Linked DNA regions of Sus scrofa: region 2 is linked to region 1. A link is a contact called in public HiChIP or PLAC-seq data. All regions are on one chromosome and are shown on one strand. Each heading gives the region's core, a stretch centred on a gene start, on an enhancer-like site or on the middle of the called end of the contact. The rest is flanking DNA. Distances are from core to core; before and after follow the strand shown. Region 1 holds the start of PTK2B (protein-tyrosine kinase 2-beta). Region 2 holds the start of ESCO2 (N-acetyltransferase ESCO2).

The links. HiChIP or PLAC-seq counts read pairs in DNA pulled down with a chosen protein or histone mark.
Region 2: an H3K27ac HiChIP or PLAC-seq map of alveolar macrophages shows a contact between it and region 1. The contact joins the promoter of ESCO2 here to the promoter of PTK2B in region 1. A contact is called at or near these places in 1 of 47 Hi-C or Micro-C datasets (omental adipose tissue) and 1 of 2 datasets of contacts at active chromatin or transcription factors (alveolar macrophages).

The regions. Positions count from the first base shown.
Region 1 is chr14:11,060,606-11,067,293 of Sscrofa11.1, forward strand. It overlaps PTK2B (protein-tyrosine kinase 2-beta), which reads left to right and starts at 4,495. Exons shown (of 31, transcript XM_001925998.6): 1 at 4,495-4,760.
Region 2 is chr14:11,492,198-11,499,266 of Sscrofa11.1, forward strand. It overlaps ESCO2 (N-acetyltransferase ESCO2), which reads left to right and starts at 3,100. Exons shown (of 12, transcript XM_021074432.1): 1 at 3,100-4,515; 2 at 5,985-6,050. The coding sequence starts at 5,998. It overlaps CCDC25 (coiled-coil domain containing 25), which reads right to left and starts at 2,867. Exons shown (of 9, transcript NM_001243572.1): 1 at 2,775-2,867. The coding sequence starts at 2,802.

The sequences.
Region 1 (6,688 bases), core at 3,245-5,744:
TTCTTCGTGATTTACTGAAATAGACAGTAATTACTGAGCCAGGCTGGGTAATAACGGGGTACTCTCAGGAGTTAATGAAGTGTGCAGGGTTCTTTGTCCCTTAAATGGCCACAGATGCCTGTGATCTGCAGGTTCTTGCATTGCGAAGCAATTTTTTTTTCTTTCTTTTTTAGAGGCTCTTCTTGCTATTAACAATGAATTTGCCTGCAGCACCCTGCTCTCCCACCCTAGTCGATGCTTCTGGCACAGTGTGGGCTGGGAGCTGATGGCCGTGTTTGTTAGACTCACTGGCATCAATAATGGCAAGTCAAGGTTCCCACAGTCACTCTGTTGATTCAAAGCTTTTCCATAGGCTGTGGGAGACCCGTTGGGCTCACTCACGGTTGGGGTAAGGAAGGGGAACCAAGAAGGTCCAAGTCACAGGAGTCGACCCAGAGTGGGCAGGGTGGGCTCCCCTTCGTGCAGGCATCCTCCAAGCCTGTCTTGCAGCCCACTGTCCTGCGACCACCCTGGGGAGCTACAGAAGAGCTGGCAGCAATGTCTGGGCTGTGGAAACTGCCTAAAATAAAAATACTCTTCTGCCTTATCCATCTGCCTTCCCTCTTGTATACCCAATTAATTTTTCACTGTATTTAATGCAGCTTTATTTTTCCCAAGGAGATTCACTTTGAGTTATGTCCAAAAGCGTTTTTTTTTTTTTTCTCCTTTGTGGAAAAACATTTATTTACTTATTTGCTTATGTATTTATTTTGGCCACACCCTTGGCATGAAGAAGTTCCCAAGCCAGAGATCGAACCTGTACCACAGCAGTGATAATGCCAGATCCTTAACCATTAGACCACCAGGGAATTCCTGGAAAGACTGTATTTATTTTTAGCTTTTCTTCTATGAACATTTTCAAACACAAATACTAGAAAGAACAGTATAATTAACCCCCTACGTACACATCATTCATCTTACGTCAGTTCTCCATTTTGCTGTTTTTGTTTCTCTTCTCCCCTATACTGTTGGGAGTGGGGTATGGAATATTTTAAAGGAACCATTATTTTTATTCCAGGACCACATTGTTTAGAGTTACAACAGGTTATAATACCTTCCATTCTTGTCTGCTATGAGCCGTTAACACTAGCAAGAAAACTTAAGCGTACTATTTCCAGTCCTCCCAACAACCCTGTAGTGTCCATTATTTCCATTTTATAGATGAAGATATTGAGGTTCTGCCTCAATTTGCATACAAAAGAAATTAGGCCATGATGGTATATATTAGGATGCAGTTTAGGCTTTGATAACAGAAAGGAGTCAAGTGCAGTAACCTGAACAATTGAAGTGCATTTCTCTCTGGTGTAAAAGTTCCGCCAGGTCCAGACCATGTCTGAGACTAGCATGGTGGCTTGATGGCATTCATTAGGGACCCAGGCGTCCTCTCTCGTGTTGCTCTGCTACTCCCAAGGCCACAGACCAAAATAACTGCTCCGGTTTCCACCTTCAGTTATTAGTAGAAAAGGGGGAAGTTCCCATCATGGCTCAGCGGAAACAAATCTGACTAGCAACCAGGAGGACGCAGGTTGGATCCCTGGTCTCACTCAGTGGGTTAAGGATCCAGCGTTGCCGTGAGCTGTGGTGTGGGTGGCAAACCCAGCTCCGATCTGGCATTGCTGTGCCTGTGGCCTAGGGCAGTGGCTACAGCTCCAGTTCAGCCCCTAGCCTGGGAACTTCCATATGCCATGGGTGCGGCCCTCAAAAGACAAAAAGGAAATGAAAAAAAGAAAGAAAGAAACCTATAAAAATAAATTTAAAATAAAATTTAAAAAAAAAGTAGAAGAGGGACTAGTGGAGGGCATACCTGTTCCCTTGAAGGATTTGAACCTGAAGCTGCACACATAACTTCCACTCACCAGCCATCGCCCAGAACCTAATCCCACAGTCATACCTCCATGTCTTTACTTCCCGCTCACCCTTCAGACCACTCCATCCAACTTTTGCCTCTTCGCTAAATTTGCTCCAGGCAAGAGCCTGACTTTAAGATCTCTGTTTCCTCTTACTTCTGCCCCAGACAGTCTGACCCATCCCTGTGGTTTCAAATGCCAGCCAGAAGCTCATCAACAGCTCAGACCACTTTCCTGAGCTCCAGTCCCAACACCTCTCAGGATGGGAGTGGGAGACAGGTTAGAAGAAACCTGTGCACAGAGTCTGGGCAGAAGATAAACAGGCCATTAACCCGGGTAGGAGCAATAGGACTAGAAAGAAAACAGTGACTAAGAAAGATGCTTGGAAGGATTCCCAGGACCTAGAGATTGAGTGGCTCTGGAGTAATGAAGGAAAGGCAAAGGTGACTCTGGGACTTAACGTTTGGTTCCTCAGATAACATTTGACCCTGTCACCTTAGCCTTTCATGGGCAACACTAGACAGAACGGAAGAAGACCTGAAAATGGAGTCATCCACCTCAGGGAGTTTCTCAATGTCTCTTTCATAAATAAAATATATGATGCTATGATTCTAGGAGCTAGATTTTGGAGCATCAAAAAAATTGCTGAAGACTTCAACAACCTCTGAAATTTTTGAATATCTGACAACTTTTTTTCCCCCCAATGAGAACCTGGTGAGAATGTAGTTTGTAGATTTGGCCACACTGAGGCAGCATACTCAAACTCGCCTTTTTTTAAACCAGTCTGGGGTCACCTTGCTCTTGAGTTCCCACTGTCACCACCTGGCACAGACCCTCCACAATTCATGCAGGCCCCCAAACTTCACACCGCTGGACCTTCATCACCTCATTCCTGATCACAAGAAGACGGTCTGGCCACCTGCTTTCTGATGCACTCTGACAGGTTCCTTGCAGAGTGGTCCAGTTGCCCCTTTCCCCATAAGTCCCCAGCTAAATCCAATTTACCCCAACTGACTCACCTTGCTGCCCAAGCCCTAGCCAAGGTCTCCCTGGATACCTACTTGCATGTCTTCTGACTGCTTTGCAGACCCTGGTATCACCCGGTATTACCTGGTGTTGAGAACATGGCTAATTGGTGGACAGGATGAACAGGACTGAGCACCAGTAGTCGTGGCTGTGAGCTCCATGGTAAGTTGTAAGTTGCCCTGCATGAGTGGGGGGAGCCTGGGTGCAGAGATTCTGATTTTCACTAGACTTGGAGTGTCATCCAGGTATCTTTATTTTATGTTATTTTTTATTTTTTCGGCCACCCTGTGATATGGAGTTTCCAGGCCAGTGATCAGATCTGAGCCGCAGCACAAACTAAGCTGCAGCTGCAGCAACATCAGATCCTTAACCCACTGTGCCGGGCCAGGGATCAAATCTGGGTCTCAGGGCTCCCAAGATACCACAGATCCCATTGCACCGCAGCAGGAACTCCAAGGTATCTACATTTTAAAAGCCACTGATCATGCCAGGAGAAACAGTGTGTGTGGTTCATTCGTCTCAATCCTCTTTTCACAAAATGGGGAGAATTAAGTGAAATATAAATGCAGATGAAATGTAAACTGAATGCTTCCTTAGCACAGTGATTATTTAGACATGCTCACCAAATGCTGGCTTTGCCTTTCCTTTTTCTTGGGTGGCTGGTTTGCAGAGTTTGGAAGCAGGGTGTGAGAAAGTGTCACGAGGGGGTGGGAAGGGTATCGGGTATGAAGGGCTGCCACGTGTGGCTGCACAACTTTAGGGGGCACCATGTTTAGTTAGGGCTGCCCTGGTGAAGAGCATCTTCTAGAACTGTAGGAGATCCAGCCCTTCACAGGGTGCAGAATGAAGAGGTTTAGAGTGGGGGCTCTGGAGAAGATGCGGGGGAACGCTGAGTGACACACCAGCTTTTTGACCTTAATGCTAAGCCCTGTTCACCTCCTCCTACTCAGGAGAAAGTCTGGAATCTTTCCAGTGATAGGGAAAGGGGTTGCTAAGTGCCCTTGAGTCACTGCCTCAGCTCTCACTGCCCTGCTGGCCTGAGTGAAGAGGTGAACCGGCCTCTTGGTTCTGGGCAACAAAGTGGGCTGCTGTGAGCAAAGGCCACTCAACTTCTATGACTGTTCTTGTGCCGCACTCTGGTCCTGGCTGTTACAGGGCAAGGACCTCCTCCATATTGTTAGGGCTTTGGATGAGTTCTGCCAAGATCCTTGGTGAGAGTCACCTGGTCGCTGGTGCCCCCAGAAGAGGCTGGGCACTTTAGGGCATGAAGAGACCAGGAGGGACAACAAGGACGGCAGTGTGACAGGCAAGTGACAGTCTCCACCTCTGAAACCTACCTGGGGGCTAAGAGGAAACACCAACCTCTAAGCATGACCTTCCCAAGTTTCCAAGTGGAGGGAAAGGCAGAGGGAGGCGTAGTAAGAATTGGGAGCTCCACTGCTCACAGGGGGCAAAGAGCAACAGAAGACACCTCCCCCCACCCCCCACCCAGGGTCCGCCGTGGCCGCCAGGTGGGCACTTGTAGCTCTAAGAATTGGCGGCGGCGTCTATTTCAGAGTTTATGGTAAGAGGCTGGAGCCGCACACACGCTCAGCACCGCAGACAACACACCCCACCCTTTAAGGAAGTGGGGAGGAGAGCAGCAGGGGTGTGGTTAAGTCGGAGGGGGAGAGGGGAAAACACAAACCTGTCAGCGCTCTTACTCAGCGGAGGCCTCCGGAGCCGCCGCGAAGCCCCTCCGAGGAACCCCTTCCTTACCTGCGCAGTCCCCGCCGCACCTGTACCTGCCGCAGCCCCGCACCTGGCCGAGCCGAAGAGCTGCCGCCGGGAGCCGGCGCTTCCCTCCTTGTGAGTCCCCCTCCCGCGATCGGGGCTGAGCGCCCAGCCAGAAGTTGGAGGCTGGACGAGGTGGGAGGTTGGGGGGACCCGGACGCGAGCGAGTTCCTGAACCAGGAGCCACGCACCCAGAAGTGGAGCTGCGGGTGGGGGGTGGGGTGGGGGAGGGGATTCTATTTTTGGAGTTAAGTTGAGAGTAAAGGGTGTTTCTCCCTCTTAGTCCTCTTGACGTATTCAGAGCGGAGAGGCTGGGGCAGGGGGTGATGAGAGGGCGCAGAAAGGCCACCCGCCTCTAAAGGTCAGACTGGAGAGCTTTCCCAGCTCAACCGCAACTCCGGTATTGTAGCCCTTTGCCGCGCCCAGCTCTGCTCCTGCTGTCCCCTTTGGCAGGCCCACCCTGGTCACATTCCCACACACACCCGGCTGCTCTCCCCATTTGATTCTTGCTCCGACTGGAAGTAAGCAGGGTTTGGCGAGGAGTAGAGACAGAACAGTGTGTGTGTGTGTGTGTGTGTGTGTGTGTGCGCGCGCGCGCGTGCGTGTGTGTATTGTGGGGACTAAAGTTACACCGCTTGCTGCCACCCTAGGTCTTTGCAAAACTATTTCAGAATGCCCCTAAGGGGTTAAATTCTGTGCCGCCTTCTCCTCCTGTCAGGCTGTGCGTGGGCAAAGCCTTGGGTGGGTGAACAGGCGACATATGGGTGATGTTCTGAGCCCACCGAGCCCCACCACCTGCCCTAACCCTCAGCCATCTGACGCTGGAGTCTCCCCACACCCCGAACTTGGAGCTCAGTCCAATCAGGCTCCTTCTCTGAGGGGCTTGGAGGTGAAGGAGAGCGGAATTGTGGACACGGAGGGGGCATTCTCCAGGGGGATTCAGAAGCCAGAGGAGGAAGAGCTTTCCTATGACCCATAGCTGGACAGGAGCCCTCAGGCAATCGGTGCGGAAGGATCAGCGAAGGGGCTCGAGGTGTTGTCTCCATCCCTTGTGGCCAAGGAATGCAGTAGTGGAACTTTCACGCCTCGGGGTGGCTGGAGGGAGAGGAGGCAGAGAGGAGAAAGCGAGTGGAGATGGAGAGGGGAGGGAAGGAGTCACATTCAAGAGACCAGCTCCAGCAGGACCCTCTGCTCTTGTCCCTCATTCAGTAAGCATTTGCTGACTTCCTACCTGAGGCCAGGTGCCTGGGACCCAGCCCTGGGGCGTAAGGGGCAGGTGCTGACCAGCCCAGCACTGGGGGTTGGGAGGAGCCCATCACGATGTCCAGGAAGGCTTCCTGGCAGAATTGACTCTAAGTGGGGACCTGAAGGATCAGTAGAATTAGCCACAGGGCAGGGGGGGAGGGGGGGAATGAACAGCACAGGGCTCAGCAAGTGCTGGACCCAAGAGCAGAAGCAGCAGCGTGACGCACCCAGGAAACTGAAAGTAGCTCGGGTGTTCAGCACATGGAGAGTGCAGGGCGAGGTGAGCTGGAGAGGTAGGGAGAGATGGCGCCAGAAGGGCCTGCCCAGGCTGCCATGGCAACTCCTGTTACTTGGGACCAGAGCCATCAGCCTCCGCTTGACTCAGGGCGGGGCTGCCAGATTTAGCAAATGAAAATACAGGTCGCTCAGATTTGAATTTCAGGTAAGCCACGAATATCTGTCAAGTATAATATATATCCTAGAGGTCATGTTGTGGCTCGGCAGTAACAAACCCGACTAGCATCCATAAGGATGCTGGTTCTATCCCCGGCCTCGCTCAGTAGGTTAAGGATCCAATGTTCCTGTGAGCTGTGGTGTAGCCCAGCAGCTATAGCTCCGATTTGACTCCAGCCTGGGAACTTCCATAAGCTGTGGGTGTAGCCCTAAAAAGCAAAAAAAAAAAAAAACAAAAGAAGAAGAAGAAGAAGTATAAGTATGTCCCATGCAATATTGGGGTATACTTACACTAAGACATTACC
Region 2 (7,069 bases), core at 1,850-4,349, 430 kb after region 1:
CTGCGAGTCTAAACTGACGGGCATTCTAAAAAATAATTCTTCAACTGACAGTGACATGAGAGACAAAGACTGAGCAACTGCTCCAGATTAGAAGCTAAGGAGTAATGAGTGACAACAGAATGCAACAATGATTTGTAATTTTCCTTTGTTATAAATTCATTACTAGGACACTGATGAAAACTGAATAAAAGCTGAGTAGGTAACAATATTGCTGCAATGCTAACTTCCTAATTTTGATAATGACAGGTGTCTTTTGATAGGAGAATATCCTTGATCTCAGGAAAAACACCCGGAAGTATTTAAGGGTAAAAATGCAACTTACTAACAAATGGTTCAGGAAAAAAATGTGTGTGTGTGTGTGTGGAGAGAGCGAGAAATGGAGAAAGAATGAGGAAAAGGAAATAAGGCATATATGGTAAAACGTTAGAATTTGGGGATACAAAGAGAAGGCCATAAAGGAAATTTGTTATTGTCTCTTGTAGCTTTTCTGAAAGACTGAAATCATGTCAAAATAGAAAAAATAAAAAAGCATGATTGCTGAGCAAGAAGTCTGAATTAAGGTCCCATTCATGTTAAAGAGATACAAGTTAAGTTGAATTATTCTATTACTTTTGTTACTCTCACTCAAATAATAAAGTTGATTAGTATAGGAACTAGTCATCTTGAAGATACCTATTTTGGGTACAGCAACCAACCCAACTTTAGAGGTGATGTAATAATTTCATAATTTACAGAAACTCTATCTTGAGACAGATGCTATGAAAAGGTACTGAAGTGAACTTAAGGCATGTGCAGGTATTTTGTGGGTCCATAAATCAAAGGGTCTTGAATTTGACACTGGGAATATAACAAAGCTAATGTTTCATTATTCCATTATGAGAGCATAGAAGAATAAAACTGAACAGATTTTAGTCAGCAATACTGATTTTAAAAGGAAAAGAAAAACTTCCTATTGAAATTTACTTCCTATTTAAAAAAAAATTTTTAGGGAGTAAACCATCAGTTGAAAAGCTTGGCTATCCATATGAAGTTATTTCCTACAGTTTCTGTACGTTCAAGTTGTTTCCTGTATTGGAATATGTAGTTTTACTACTATCTTACTGAAAAAGTAGTAATTTTTCCATTAACTTTACATCTTTAAAGCTGGATAAGTACAGATTTATTAGATTTAGAGGCCAAATACTTTCTGATAGGAATCAATTCTAATGTTATAATGAAAGACAATGAGGAAAAATATGATCCATAAATCTGCCAAAGCACTCACTTCTACTAAGGCCACCTGTGTGTATATGACTACTGCTCAAAGAATTTAAAGTCGCTTTAAGGCGAATACAGCTAGCATTAAAAAACATTTAGTACCAATGTGTCCTGCCTATATATTCCATTCTTGGACCTGGATAAGCATATTGTTGGGCACTCTCATGAATGGAAAAAATAAAAAGAGATTCTGGAGTTATCATATGGCAGAGGGAACAGAAGAGAAGAGAGGGAGAATGAAAATGCTATTGTGGAGGAGTCTATAACAATTTTTCAGGCTAGTGTGAATTCTGTTTCTAGTAATTTTAATAATGTGGGGAAGACAAACTAAACCTACAGAGGCAGAGAAATAACTTACAGCATACTGTGGAAGCCTACACTACTGAGAAAAATAAGGCATGACAGTGTGATAGATTAGGAGGGGCTGGGTAGGAGGGGGAGGGGTCTGTGAGTTAAACCTCTGGGCTTCAGTGTCCTTATCTCTAAAGAGCAAACACCATGGAGCTAGTTTCACTTAAATCTCACCTTTAACTAGGCAAAGAGAGTAGCGATAAATAGGGAATGTGCTAGAAATCTAAAAATATCATTCATTTATTCAACGAGTATTTATTGAGTAACTATTACAAGCCAGGCACTATGCTAGAGAAACAAGGAGCTTCTGTCTCTGCCCTCAAGGGACTTAAACTCTAGCTCAAGCAAAGAACATTATAATACTATATGGTAAGTGCAATCCAAAGGTATACACGGATGTTAAGGCGGGTACCTGAGGAGGAATACCTAAGAAATCTTGGGGTGGAAACAAGGAGGGAAAGGCATTTGGAAAAGATAGGCCAGGACGGTCTCAGGGGAAAAGCAGTTAAGTGGAAGCTGATTCTACGAAAAGAGAAAAACAAAAGCAGAGAAATGAAGACATAGCATTTCCTGGGAACTAAACACACCCTTTCCTTGCCTGTCAAATACGAATCAGAAACATTACCATATGTCACTTTTCAAGTCCCGGGACAACAATTCTGCCCAGTGAGTGGCTGCCTCGCCATTCCGAGGTCTTCTTATGGCTCTTTGTAGCATCCAGGCCCTACAACCCTTTCCTAGAAGGGTAAGGCACACTTCCTGTAAAGCAGAGTTGTTGACAGGAGTATCTTTCCTTTCTCTAAGTGGGTAATTACCAAGCAGCAAGAAGACTGACGGTTACGTAGGTGGATGGGGAAGGGGAGTTTGGGGACGGGGGTGCGAAGAAGTCCACAAACTCTGCCTAATACCAGGTAGCGAACGGTCTTTCCGATAGAGGGAAAAGAACGACTCACGGAGGCAAAGCCAGTAGGGGGCATGGTCCCTCTACGTCCCCCAGGCCCTGACAAGGGGGCACACTGAGAAGACTAGGGAAACAGTGAGGGCGCGGGAAGGGGTATCCGCTGCCGAGGAGGCGCTTAAGGACCAGGCTCAGCCGCGGCCTGGGGATCTCGGCTTCGGAGGCTGGAGGTTGAGCAGGGACCCGGGAGGTCGCGGCGCCCACTCACCGCTGCTGCTGGTGAAGTAGAACACCATGATCCCGGCGACAGCACGGCGACTCCAGCGCAAACTAGCAATTCTCAACTCTGGAAGCTCAGAATACCGGAAGCGTGGAGGCCCCGTTCACCGGAACTCTTCCTTGCACTTCCGGCGGATGTCTAGTCGCGTCATAACGCCTGCCGCCGGCACCATCTTCAATCTGGTGGGGAGGAGGTGTTGGCTCGCTTTGGGAGCTCGGTTTACTCGGGAGTTGAGGGAAAGAGGGTGGAGCCAGCACAGTTGATGGTTGGATGACATTGCGGGAAAACTCCGTCTTCCGAAAAAAACAAGCCATTGTTTTCAGAACATCTTCCCGTGGGTGGTCAAGTCTTGAAGTTCATCTATTGGTTTGAACTACCTCTTCTTACCCGCAGAAGGACTTCCTGAGAGCAGAAACTCGACTTCACAGCTAGGTGTTCACTGAGCCAACCACGGTACTTGGTACTTAATAGCGGCTCATTAAATTTTGAAGGAACCCAAATTCCTTCGCTGTTCTCATTCTAGCTCCACCACCTGGGCACATTTGGTGTTGCACTTACCTTAGCTGCATAGTGAAAATAGAGCAGCTAATTCATAGGTTTTTTTACCCCCTAGGGTTTAGTAAATTAATAGACTTAAAGAGTTTAAAACAGAGCACTCTACCAGAGTTGTTAGTGATATTCTTTAGAGGTAAAATGCTTCTCTTTCTCTGAGTTTGGACTTGGACTGTTCTGCTTTAAATCTAAGAGCTGCCCCTATTACCTATGAGAGGGCAAATTCCAAACCTCTAAACCTCAGAGATCTTCCTGGCTGTAGAGTGGGAATGCTCCGACTCAAGGAAAGCTCCCACAGCATTTAGCTTTGACCTGATTATTTCTCTTAATTTCCTTCTGACCACTGCATTCTATGAAGTTAAGCTCATCACTTAACTGAATTTATTTAGAACTAAAAAATGTGCCAGAGACTCTGCCGGGAGCTGGTACAGAGATAACAGCAGTAGCTAATGAGTGCCTCAGAAACCTGTGGGCTTTCCAAAGCAAAAACATAGTTCTGTCCTGAAAATAGTAATTGTTTTCAGGCTCTCAGTTTTAGTCTCCATAAAATGGGGGTGATAATACCTATCTCATAGACTATGGAGAGCTGTAAATGAAATAAAACACGTAATACATGTAAGAATACCTAGCACATAGGTGTTATGTGCCATGATTTTTTTTTTTTCATTTAACTTGAAAAATCAAAAAATGAGCTAGAAATCTAACGTGTTTCTGGTTAAAAAAAAAAAAGGTTAGAGTAACAATAAGGTTTCAGATGTGAAAAATAATTGTCTCGAGAATCTGAGGCTACTTTACAAAAGCTTCTTACACCAGGTGACCCTAGAATGTGCCTCAAGTCGGAGAAGGTGCCTTTATTGTGTTGAAAACTGCAATTCCCAGAATGCACCGATACAACGCCTCGGGAGTGGAGCCTTGCCCCGCCGCAAGGGATTGTGGAAGACGTGGTTTCCGTGAGTACAGAGCGCCTTGCCTCAAGGGCGGGAGAATCTTAGAGACCGCCTCCAGAGTGGGCGGGGCAAGCGCTAGCGCGCAACCAATCACTGAACCAGCTCCTGGACGCGCTAGGCAGCGGCGAATCGGAACGCAGCGGCTTCCGCCTCCACTGGCGCGCGAGAATTTGAATACAGTGGGGGGACGTCGGGCTCTGCTGAGGAGAGGTCGCGGGTCTGAGGCTCAGGTGAGTGCAGCTAGGGGCCGAGGGTGAAAGACCCAGGAAACTGGGGGGTTCTGTGGAACGTGGGTGTGAATGTCAAGGAAAAAGAGCTTGAAGTAGGGGCTTGGTGCTTTCGTGGCTCCGGACTGAAGCCACCGAGCGGGTGTCCGCACTTGCAGGTCACCCGCTTTCCATTTTTCTGACGCCTGAGTTTTATCTCTTTGCCCTGACGACGTTCAGGGACGGAAGCACTTTTTCTCTCCTACCTTTCCTCTTTCAGCCCCAAAGGGTCTTCCCTTAAGCTGCACCTTGACACGAATTTCCAGAGACCCTGGTCTTTCTGTTTAACTTTGAAATAGCCCTTGGGTAATTTTTTTTTAAAAAAGCTACCTGATCCGAAGGAAGGAAAAGGGAAAACTTATTGAGTAACAAGTCTCAGGCTCGAGCGCTAACATACATGATTATGTTTATTACCTGCAGCCTTAGGATGTCAGAGTATTTTGTAAATAAGGAAACAAGCGGTTCTTCGGCTAGGAAAATGGGAGAGGATTACGCTTCCCGTTTTCCTGCTGGCTTCTTCAGATGAAAAAGAGACAGCTCTCCATTGAACCTGCAGGCTGTTGAGGATAGTCAGACTAACAAGACAATGTGCTAAATGAATGCTAAGGAAGTGTGGGGTGAAATGGAAACCTAGGACGAGAGCATCTAACATTGGAAAACTGGGTTGAGGGCTTTAGCAAGGACAGCTGCTCAGAATATAGAGTTATTAGACTTGTTATGAATTAATCAGGCTAATTGAAGAAAGTGTGCCCTGAAATGGGGAAAAATCCTTCCTCAGTAGGATCATTTCCCAGCTTGGAACCATGTACCGTTCCTACTTAGTTGATTAAATTGTATTGTCCCTGCTTAATTAGTTGCTACTGTGATGTTTTTCCTTCATGGTTTAAATCTTTATTAAAATGATTTGCTTTTTTAAAAAAACTTTTTAAAAAAGTGATGGTCTTTATAGACCATCACTTATCTGAGAACTTTTTAAGATTTATTTATTTTCTTTCTGTCTTTTCTAGGGCTGCACCACGGCATGTGGAGGTTCCCAGGCTAGGGGTCTAATCGGAGCTACAGCGGCTGGCCACAGCCACAGCAACTCGGGATCCGAGCTGCCTCTGCAACCTACACCACAGCTCACAGCAACGCTGGATCCTTAAACTACTGAGCAAGGCCAGGGATTGAACCTGCAACCTCATGGTTCCTAGTCGGATTCATTAACCACTGAGCCATGAAGGGAATTCCAAGATTTATAACTTGGATATACTGATTTTTCTTTTCCCCCCACACCTGCAACATATGGAATTTCCTTGGCTAGGGATCAAATCTGAGCCACAGCTGGGGCAACCGCCAGATCCTTAACCCTATGCACCATACTGGAACTCCTGATATAGTGATTTTTTAAAATACACATTGAATGAATTTGGCTACTGTCCTTTTGCTTTTAGGATTTCAATTAAGATGTCAGCCTTAACTCCAAGGAAAAGGAAGCAGCAGTCTTTGAACTCCGACAAGTGAGTCTCATTCTATGGGTAGAAACTCTTAAGAAAAAAGAAAACTCCATCCTCTTGTGTTTATCTTCTCCTATCTAAATGTTTCCATTCTTCCATTCACCTACTCTTTGTGGCTACGGTAATACTTTATATTCTAATTCTAGTCTGGTAATAATGTAAGTTTTCATAATTCATTGTTTAGTGCCTTTGGAGGGAATCAGAGAATGGACTGTTTTCTGTGACTTGCAAATGTGTGTCAAATCTTTATTACATTCTCCTTTCTGCTCTATTATGTAATATTTAATGTAGGGTTTTGCATATAGTAGATGCCCATCTATAGGCAATCTTAGAAAGCTGTAAACTCTATGTATGGCATACCAGAGATATAAATCACAGAACACACCCTAGATGGTAAGGGTGCTATGTAAAATCAGTCATTTTAGGGAACAAGAAATAGGTTTTATTTATTTTTTTGGTCTTTTCCAGGGCCACTCCCGCGGCATATGGAGGTTCCCAGGCTAGGGGTCTAATCAGAGCTGTTGCTGCCGGCCTACACCAGAGCCACAGCAATGCCAGATCCGAGCCGCATCTGCAACCCACCCCACAGCTCACGGCAACACCAGATCCTTAACCCACTGAGTAAGGCCAGGGATTGAACCCGCAACCTCATGGTTCTTAGTTGGATTCGTTAACCACTGAGCCACAAAGGGAACTCCAAGAAATAGGTTTTAAAACACATATAAGCACACACACATATGTATATCTCAAAGCTTCTTTTGTTTGTTTTTTTGTTTATGGCTGCACCCCCAGCATTGGGAAGTTCCCTGACCAGAGACTGAATCTGAGCCACAGCTGTGGCAACACTGAATCCTTTTAACCCACTGAACCAGGCTGGGGATCCAACCTGCACCTTGGCCGCAACCTGAGGCACTGCATTCGGATTCTTAACCCACTGCGTCACATGGAGAACTCCTCAAAGCTTCTTTGTAAATAGTGTTTGTTTTCACAAACATTGGGAATCTTAGTTTTGAAAAATTTCA